2 separate regions of the Anas platyrhynchos genome follow, and region 1 is linked to region 2. Evidence: chromatin contacts called from public Hi-C data. All regions are on one chromosome and are shown on one strand. The core of a region is the stretch at or near the end of the contact, and the rest is flanking DNA. Distances in the headings are between cores, read along the strand shown.

What was found. Hi-C and Micro-C count contacts between places; a contact is called where the count stands out from the background.
Region 1: a contact with region 2 is called in a Hi-C map of F1 follicle, with 4 times the contacts expected there. The contact joins two enhancer-like sites. A contact is called at or near these places in 5 of 8 Hi-C or Micro-C datasets (F1 follicle, liver, skeletal muscle and 1 more).

The regions. Positions count from the first base shown.
Region 1 is chr5:66,467,805-66,472,997 of IASCAAS_PekinDuck_T2T, forward strand. No RefSeq gene overlaps it. Among named protein-coding and RNA genes, the nearest start is that of BMAL1, 13 kb to the right of the region's middle. Within about 2 kb of position 2,202, at least 3 of the 8 cell types and tissues checked have an H3K27ac peak or open chromatin away from gene starts, as enhancers often do. A contact at or near this core is called in F1 follicle, where this site is marked.
Region 2 is chr5:66,355,342-66,360,271 of IASCAAS_PekinDuck_T2T, forward strand. No RefSeq gene overlaps it. Among named protein-coding and RNA genes, the nearest start is that of RASSF10, 15 kb to the right of the region's middle. Within about 2 kb of position 1,255, at least 4 of the 8 cell types and tissues checked have an H3K27ac peak or open chromatin away from gene starts, as enhancers often do. A contact at or near this core is called in F1 follicle, where this site is marked.

The DNA of each region.
Region 1 (5,193 bases), core at 952-3,451, 110 kb after region 2:
AAAAAAATACCCTTGAACTTTGTCAGCCATCCTTATTGTATGAATTTCAAGAGCAGAGATTAACACAGAGTCCCTAAAAAGTAATTTGATATTAGAAGGATATATGTCACAATGTTAGCAATATTTTTATTTCTATTGGAAAACATAATAACTGGAAGGAATTATGGCAGTCATACCATTCTAACTTAGTAAATTTTGTCTAGTAAAACAGCAGAGCAGTCAATATTGTCCATATATTTGACATAAACTGGTTCAAAAATGTGAGACACAAGGATCTGCACTGACAATGTTTTTAGAACAGAAATTCTGATTGAACAAACTTTCTTCCAACTTGTTGAAGAGGCAGCTGTTAGGTTCAGACAGACCTTATATGACCTGCAAAGCAAGTTCCACATCAAAGATTGCATTCCTGACATACAATTTCAAACAAAAAATAAACAATTCTCTTAGTGTAGACAGAGGTCAATATTGACTACCTATATTGCCTAAAATATCACTTCTGAAACACAGCAGAATATTATTAGTCTCCAAAAGGTCATTTTGCTTTTAATGTTAGTTGTTTAAATATCTCTAGAATCCTCCTGCCTACCCCACCTCCAGACTGTGAATAAGATGACAGTTTCAGTTATTTCAGTTTGATGATAAATTAAGCCAACTATGTTACTCTGCAGACCTCAAGATCTTACCTAAGCACACTCCTACCATTTTTTTTTAAAGTTTCCAAAAGACTTAAAAACAATATTTACAGATTTTTTATAAAATAAGGTTTATTACATCAGAAGTTGCTTACCGTTAACATGAATATTTTTTACTGGAGCATAAATATTCGCATTCTTTGATTATACGTTTTAATTAAATTACTGGGAAAATAATCAAATATCAACAATATCATTGAAAACATTAGACCCCATTGCTAAGAAGAGCCTACAATAATAAAGAAAGAAGCAATAATAAAGTATCAAAGCAAACAGTGAATCTCAGTCTCCTCTGTTTGTCCTTCACCCACACATTCCCCTGCTCCCCAGGCCTGCTCTGTGATTGTTGGTCCTTCTCTTTACTCAAGCTGCAAACTCTTTGGGAAGAAGCTCAGCGTTTGCTCTGAAAAAAACCTCACCACAACAGCCCAGCTTACCCAAAATACAATGACTGAATGAAATCACTCTCAGTGAATGGCCTTTAAATCAGAATCCATGCAGGAAATAAAAACTGTGGCATTCCATTCCAATAAAGTTGTCAAGACAAATAGTGATTTGAATCTGTTTTATAGCTAATATAGCTAATATTTTACTAAATTGATAAAAATTTGTGCTTCAGTTTAAAACATTTTATTTTAAACCTGAGAAGGCAAAACCAAACCAAACCAAAAAACAACTACCAAACTAAATGCCTTAGAAACTGAAGAGAAGCAGGCCACCTTTAGAAGTAATTAATAAATTAATAAACTAGACACAAAGTAAACTTCAGCAGTGAAAATGACAACTGTATTTCAAGCATACACTGAATAATCTAGTTAAATGCTTGAGTTCATCTACCTGTGCTGTTAAAACTCAGAAAGCGTTTCCTTCCAAAGTGTTCATTAATTGCATAGCAGCAATGCAAGATCCATGCAGAAAATACATGAGTAGAATCACAGAATCATAGAATCATAGAATATCCCGAGTTGGAAGGGACCCATAAGGATCATCAAGTCCAGCACCTGTCACCACACAGGTCTGCCCAATAGTTTAGACCATGGGACTAAGGGCACAGTCCAATCACTTTTTAAATCCAGACAGGCTTGGTGCAGTGACTACATCCCTGGGGAGCCTGTTCCAGTGTGTGACCACCCCTTCGGTGAAGAACCTCTTCCTGATGTCTAGCCTAAACTTCCCCTGCCTCAGCTTGACACCATTCCCGTGGGTCCTACCACTGGTGTTTACAGAGAACAGGTCACCTGCCTCTCCACTCCCCCTCGCGAGAAAGTTGTAGACCACAATGAGGTCCCCCCTCAGCCTCCTCTTTTCCAGGCTGAACAGGCCCAGTGGTTTCTGAATATTTGAGTAATTGATTTTAGGTGAACGATAAACTATTATTGTCACCAAATCTTTTGCAGACATCAGTTTTACACTTATTTTCATTAACCACACAATATAGATGCCTGTAAATTACATGCAAGTGACTACACTGATGCAGTTCTGCCCCCTCCTGTTCGATTCAGCATATGCATGAGATTACAGAGTATCTCAGCACAGCAACAACAAAATAGCCAGATTCAGCATAGACCGGTTCGATGGATGTTGCAGGACACTGAACTGTCCTGCAATAACTTGTCTGGATTCTGACCTGTCACTCATTAAGTATTTATGGATAGAAAAGGATCTTTCTAAACACAAGAGAAACAATCATATCATTGTGCAACAAAAGTAAGCTGCAATTCTATTTTTGCTATTACTTTATTTGCAGAAAGATAAGCATTAATGCTTTATTTTATATTTCCTAAATATATACTTTTATCACTTATTCAGATCTAAGATCTATTCAGATCTCTGTGTAACTTCTATAAATTCTTAGGTCATGAGAAACAGTTTTGGGAGACAACTACATGTTCAGATATCTACTACTTAGGTAGGTTAAAAATTTGAAGTTTAATTTAATCTGTTATGATGAGTTTTGTTGTTCCATTTTTCAGTAATTCTTCATATGTGTACTTGGACAATGTTTCTGCTCAGAATTGTTTAGATACATGATATAACTATACAAATATCACTTTTCATACACCATATTTGAATCTTACTAGTGTCCCCACACATCCCACTGTGATACTATGAACACTGAACTCCATTGACATTCAAATATACTTTGAAGTAAAGAATGTTGTGTCATTGTTATTGCCTAATTTTTAAATGGATAGATTACCCTATGATACTTCCTTTTTGGTCCATTTCACCCATCAATATATTCCCTTCTCCTACAGCTTTCCTATTGAAACAACTAATTGTTTTATGCTTTGATATGATGACCACAAAAGCAGTTTGTGCCTCTATTGATTTGGAGATTCAGCAATTTTAATATCTGCAGCTAAAACAAAAGCTCCCAAAAGAAATGGAAGGGGAAGTCTTCCCCTCCTCAGTTAGGATGATTCTACTGCCTTTGCTGCATGTTTTGTTGAAATAACTCTGTATATTTGACAATAAAGTGTCACTCTTTTTCCCTAACAGAGGTTTGCTCCACTACTTAACAGGGTCACCTTCTGCAATTCCAGTCAGTGCTTCACTGTGTGGTGATTTTACTCAGGTGGAGAGCTGAGCTCCATCACAATCGCTCTCTCACTCCCCTCAAAGAGGAAGGGGGAGAAACTACAACACAGAGAACTCGAGGTTTGAGATGAGAAAGGTTTAATTAAAGGGAAAGGGAATGGGGAGAAAAAGAAACAAAAGAAACAATAAGTCTGCGTGGAAGCACAGAGAGAGGGAAAAAAAAATTAATTATTCTCTACTTCCCATCAACGAGCAATGTTTGGCCACATCCTGGGAAGCAGGGCCTCAAAACGCATAGTGGTTGTTCAGGAGGAACAGCCCCCTAGCCCACAAGAGCCCCCTTTTTATTGCTGAGTGTGACATCAGGTGTTATGGAATATCCCTTTGGTTGGTTTAGGTCAGCTGTCCTGGCGATGTCCCCTCCCCATCACTTGCCCACCCTCAGCCTGCTGGCTCTTGGGGGCTTGTAAGGAGTCCTGATGCTGTGCCAGCACTACGCAGCAATAGACGCAACACTTGAGTGATATCAGTGCTGTTCCAGCTACGAGTGCAGAGCACAGCACTGTGTGGGCTGCTGCAGGGAAAAGGTGACTCCAGCTCAGACAGACCCACCACACACTGTACAAAACCTTTTTAGCACACAAGATGTTTTCTTCCTACTAAACATTTATCTGGTTTTCTTTTGTCATTTCATCTTGCTTCTCTGCCCTCAGCTACTCACTAACTGCTCTGTCCAGAGAAGATCCAGAAACCTCTCCTTGATAGAGTTCTTCATCACTAGATAATATAATTGATGGCTACATAAGTATTTTATTTTTAATTAAAAAAAAAAAAAAACAACAACAAACCCATACACACACACACACAAAAAAAAAAAAAAAAACAAAAAACAAAAAACAAAAAACAAAACACAACTGTTTTAGTCTTACCTGAAGAAAACTTCCCAGAAAAACACTGCTCCTTCCAGCTGTGCTCTCCTATTAAGGGTATATAACACCTCTGATTCACTCACAGAAGATGCAATTCTCTGCACTTAATTTATTGGGAAGAATCCAGGTTTTGACCAGAGATGAGATGTGAAAGTCAGAAAAGGACCTCCAGTCAGTCTTTTGTAAGAAAGACATACAGCATTTTGAGATCTGAAATTTCTAGTCTGATTTTGATGTGTCTACATTGGTATTCTCTGGCAAGTAGGCATGCTACTTATTTCCATTTTTCATATCTTTATAAATGAACAATAGTATACATACTAATAAGTAATGCTTGCTTGTGACTACTTGATTACAGGATAGGTCTAAACCTGAACTGTTTGGTTTAAATACACTGCCTTCCAAATCTATTTCAAATTTAAATCAATATTAAAAAGGAAAGAAAAAAGACCCTCTGGGTTCTTGAACAGAAACTCATCATTACAAAAAATATGACATAGTTGTAATGGTTGCAAAAGACAAGTGCTTTCTGAGTTACTTAAAATTAACTTTTGAAGTCTATATTGTAGTGTTAAAAACAATAGTTTAATTTATATATAGTTTAATTTGATAATTCTGTGCTTCTTACAGCAAAAAAGATATAATCGCTCTGCCTTTGGGGGTTAACAGAACCATTGTGACTGACTACTAGTAACCATGGAAATATAGAGCTAGTTAGAGACCAACATCAAACTAACAGAGGTGTTGAGAGACAGAAAATTAGACTTAGAATATGATTATAGTTATGGAGATTATGCAACTGATGTGACATCTGACTTATCTTGGATTAGCATCATCGAGAATGTTTTCTTGTCATCTGGAGAAAGCCCCCAGCTTAAACAGACACAGAAATATTTAAGACAAACAATCAATGATTATTTATTGGCCAAACTATTTGCCTTGTAATGATAAGGCATGCGTGTATTTAACTGCTTTCTCAGTGACAGGCCAATAGCCAAACCCACAAAACATTGTTTATGCAGCCACAA
Region 2 (4,930 bases), core at 5-2,504:
AGCATAGGCTTGGAGGCAAGGTGCTATTCAAGTCTTATTTAAGTCTTCAATGATCATTTTAAATGAGATTTCAGTGGTGTTTGGATGCTGCATATGTGAATTTCACCTGGGGAGTATTCATGACATGGATGCAAGACAACCTTACAGCTCTTCTGCTCGGGAGGTTTTCACTAATTATTTCTAGTGCACTTTTAATGTTACTTCTTGAAACGCAGTTCTCAACATTTACCTCTTTGAGCTCAGATCAAAACAGACTGCAGACTGCGCCTTCTCAGTTAATTGTTAGCTTACACAACTACCACCTGCAGAGGGGAGATGCTGCGGGTTGTGCTTTCCAGCAGAGACCCCCTGAAGGACAGAGCGGAGCCTCCCCCTACCGCAGTGCTCTCCGGAGGGTCTGGACCCTGGCACGCCGGGATGAGGAGCCTGCTAACCGGCTCCCCGAGCTCGGCCGCCACCCCGCGGCACACGGCGGGGTCGCCCCTCCCAAGCCCAGCAGCTGACTTTGTGCTTTCCTCTGGCGCTGAAAACCGAGCCGAGGACCCAGCGTCCCAAGCAGACTCGGGCAAGCGGAAAAGTTCGCGGGGGGAAGAACGTCACGTCAGGAAGCGTTTTATTCCGCTGGTTGCGGAACAGCCCGTGCTTGCCGTGCCTGTCTGCGGGGTGCCAAGAAAGCCACCTGCGCCTCGTTGCCTGCGAGAACACCCGGGACAAACCCTGAGGAGAGCGCGGCGCGGCGCCCGCGCCAACGGCCGTCCGTAATGGTCGGCATCGCGCGCCACCAGGGGGCGGCAGAGACCGGACGGGAGGGGCGCGACGCGAGGGGAAGCGGCGGAGGAAAGCGCGTCTGCAGGGAGGGCAGCTCCCTCAGAGCTCCGCGGGAGCGCGGGGATAGAGCACTGACTGGTTTTAACCCATAATAAGCCGACAAGAAAGATATCAAGAGAAGCTCAGCAGGAGTGTTGGTGTGCTGAAGAGGAGGAGCTCTGTGCAGAGCACAGTAGTGTGGGAAGAAAGTGCCAGGTCAAACAGGGCAAGGAAGGAAGGGGGAAATCTTTCCCCCTGCTCCCTGTAGCTCTGTTGGGAAGTCAAAGGAGATCCCAGTACTTCACTCTGCACCTGAATCTTGGCCCAAGCAGTAGTCCACATTAGAGGGAACACCAAAAGACTCACAGATTACTTCTGCACAGAACAGGGCAGTAATAGAGTCTGTGAAACAAGGAAAGCAGCAGGGGGCTCTTCAGTACAGGAGGGAGGACTGGTGTCTGCATTGCCACACACTATCATTAGACATAGGCTAGGGCAAATGCAAACAGGTCAAATAGGTCAAGCAAAAGCAGTTAAATAACAGTGCATACACACTGCTCAGCAAAAGACTGTAGTTTGAACTCCCAAGAAGTAGCAATGCTATTAGCAATCTCTTTTTCTCCTCCTCACCCACCCCCTTTTTTTTTTTTTCTCCTTTGTGGGCTCTTCACTTTTCTCTTACCAAAATCACGGAAACGGGGTCACAGCGTGGCTGAACAGATAGCAAACTGTTTACTGCCTGGCTCTTCCACATGCAACTCTTCTAAGCCCCATCACATTGCTCGTGTTACAGCCAGATTTCTGACTTCAGTTCCCCCTGCTGTATTGTGAGACAAGCCCAAAGTGGAGCATGCTGCTAAGTACAGGCAGATAAGGGAAGCAGAGGGAGTTTCTCAGAACAGAAAAGTAAGGCTAAATAGCAAACACTTGATTACGATTGCTCCCTGCTGTTGTATCTCAAGATAGGTTTCCACTAGCTTAAGGAAACTAAAAGGGAATCAAACTTTACAGTGCTTTAAGATTGACTGTGGTCCTGCAAATTTATACTGCACAGAGCAAATGAGGTTCTGGGAAGTACTGAGTATGAGTAAAGTCTTATCTCAAAGCTAGGACTACCTGGAAAGTTCTCAGGCACTTCATCCCTAAAAACACACCAAATGAGCACAGAAGACCAGGGTTTCAGATACCAGCCTGGAATTATTTGGTTTGCAACAAATATCAGCTCAACAGACACTGACTTGAGACTTTGGAGAGCAAAGCAGCAGAGTCATCACAAAAGAAGGTATTCCATTCTTGCTCCAAGCATGACACACATTTCTTCCATTTACCTCCTCTACTTTAAAAGCAGAGGGATGCAAGTATATTGTTTTAAAGTGTACAGAAGCACCATGCTATCCTCACACCTAAGATACTTTCAAAAACAAGGCACACATGATGGGTGTTCATACCAACAGCAGACGGCACTGAGTTGATGACAAAAATAGAAATCCAAAAAGAAAGAAAGAAAAAAAAAAGGCCTATTCTGTTGTGCTTGAAAACCCAGTATTACTAGCCAACGTGGCAGGAACAAGATATTTACTCTATCCACTATAGTTTTCAACACCTGTTTGGATGAGGAAGGGAAAGGAAGGAGAGCTGGTAAGCCATCCCTGAGCCAAAGTATCACTGCTAGAATCTTTTAAAAAAGTAGCAGTTTGTTTTACGATTTGTAATACCTGGAATTTTGTCCATTTGCAGTAGATATTCAAGAAGGACATGGAGGTGCTCGAGCAAGTCCAGAGAAGGGCAACAAAGCTGGTGAGGGGCCTGGAGAACAAGTCTTACAAGGAGCAGCTGAAGGAGCTGGGATTGTTCAGCCTGGAGAAAAGGAGGCTCAGGGGCGACCTTATTGCACTCTACAGGTACCTTAAAGGAGGCACATACAAGAGCCTTTCTTCTTCATTCTTTCTTTTCCCTTTTTAAAGAACAATATATATATATCTTTAGCAAGGAGAAACCTTTTCTGCTCCCAAGGCAAACTTTGAAAGAAAAATAACTGTTATACGCATATATCCTATTATTTGTTAACAGGTTTCACACAAGTAACTTGCTCAAATCACTTTGAAAACATTTCCTTTAATATAGGAACACAGGAGATAGATTAAAAGAAAAGATAGATTAAAAGCTTGCAAGTCTCTTACTGAGTGCCAGAGGCTCTGGAACACTGAACTCAGCATTTTGTAAAACAATCTCCCTTCAAAAGAATTTTCTACTGTACTGATTGGAAAGGAAAAGAGAGGAAGAAGCCAAGTAATGCTACTGATAATTCATAGAATCATAGAATCATAGAATATCCTGAGGGAATATCCTAAGGGAAGGGACCCTTAAGGATCATCAAGTCCAACTCTTGACACCGCACAGGTCTACCCAAAAGTTCAGACCATGTGACTAAGTGCACAGTCCAATCTCTTCTTAAATTCAGACAGACTCGGTGCAGTGACCACTTCCCTGGGGAGCCTGTTCCAGTGTGCAACCACCCTCTCTGTGAAGAACCCCCTCCTGATGTCAAGCCTAAATTTCCCCTGCCTCAGCTTAACCCCGTTCCCGCGGGTCCTGTCGCTGGTGTTAATGGAGAAAAGGTCTCCTGCCTCTCGACACCCCCTTACGAGGAAGTTGTAGACTGCGATGAGGTCTCCCCTCAGCCTCCTCTTCTCCAGGCTGAACAGGCCCAGTGCCCTCAGCCGTTCCTCGTACGTCTTCCCTTCCAGGCCTTTCACCATCTTCGTAGCCCTCCTCTGGACACTCTCCAACAGTTTCATGTCCTTTTTATACTGTGGTGCCCAGAACTGCACACAGTACTCGAGGTGAGGCCGCACCAGTGCAGAGTAGAGCGGGACAATCACCTCCCTTGACCTACTAGCGATGCCGTGCTTGATGTACCCCAGGACGGTTGGCCCTCCTGGCTGCCAGGGCACACTGCTGGCTCATATTCAACTTGCTGTCTACCACAACCCCCAGATCCCTCTCTTCTAGGCTGCTCTCCAGCATCTCATCGCCCAGTCTGTACGTGCAGCCAGGGTTTCCCCGTCCCAGGTGCAGGACCCGGCACTTGCTCTTATTGAACTTCATGCGGTTGGTGATCGCCCATTTCTCCAACCTATCCAGATCCCTCTGCAAGGCCTTTCCACCCTCATTCGAGTCCACAACTCCTCCAAGTTTGGTATCATCAGCAAACTTGCTCAAAATACCTTCTATTCCTACATCCAGATCGTTTATAAAAATATTGAAAAGTACCGGCCCTAAAATGGAGCCTTGAGGGACCCCACTGGTGACCACCCGCCAGCCTGACGCAGCCCCATTTACCATAACCCTTTGGGCCCTGCCCGTTAGCCAATTGCTCACCCATCGTATGATGTTTTTATTTAGCTGTATGGTGGACATTTTGTCCAGTAGGATCCTATGGGAAACCGTGTCAAAAGCCTTGCTGAAGTCCAAAAAAATCACATCAGCTGGTTTCCCTTGGTCCACCATACGGGTGATCTTATCATAAAAGGAAATCAGGTTAGTTAGGCAGGAGAAATCAGGTTAGTTAGGCAGGAAGTCAGTTCCATTAAACATCTGTATTCATCCTGCATCCTGCTCACGTCACTCTCTGCTCATCAAACAAACTCAGGGTTCAAACACAGCCAGCCACACCTGGCTGCCTGCTGGACAACTGCAGTGCATCATCTATGGAAGATGCTACAGTATCATGGAAATAGGCCACCAAATGGTAACAAATCCCAAAGGAAGAGTTGCAGGAGTTACTGCCTCATCATCTGCTGGTCCTCAGCAGCTTGTCACAGCTAGCAGAGGTGCAGTGAGGGGACCAGTAGGCTCCCGGCTTCAGGGCACAAAGCTGACTCCAGTCTTCAAGAAGGGCAAGAAAGAGGATCTTGGAAAACTACAGGCCAGTCAGTCTCATCTCTGTCCCTGGAAAGGTGTTGGAACAGCTTGTTCTGGATGCCATCTCCAAGCAATTGGAAGAGAATAAGGTTATGAGGAGTAGTCAGTATGGATTCACCAAGGGGAAATCGTGCTTGACCAACCTCGTTGCCTTCTGTGATGGCATCACCAGTTGGGTAGATGGGGGGAGAGCAGCGGA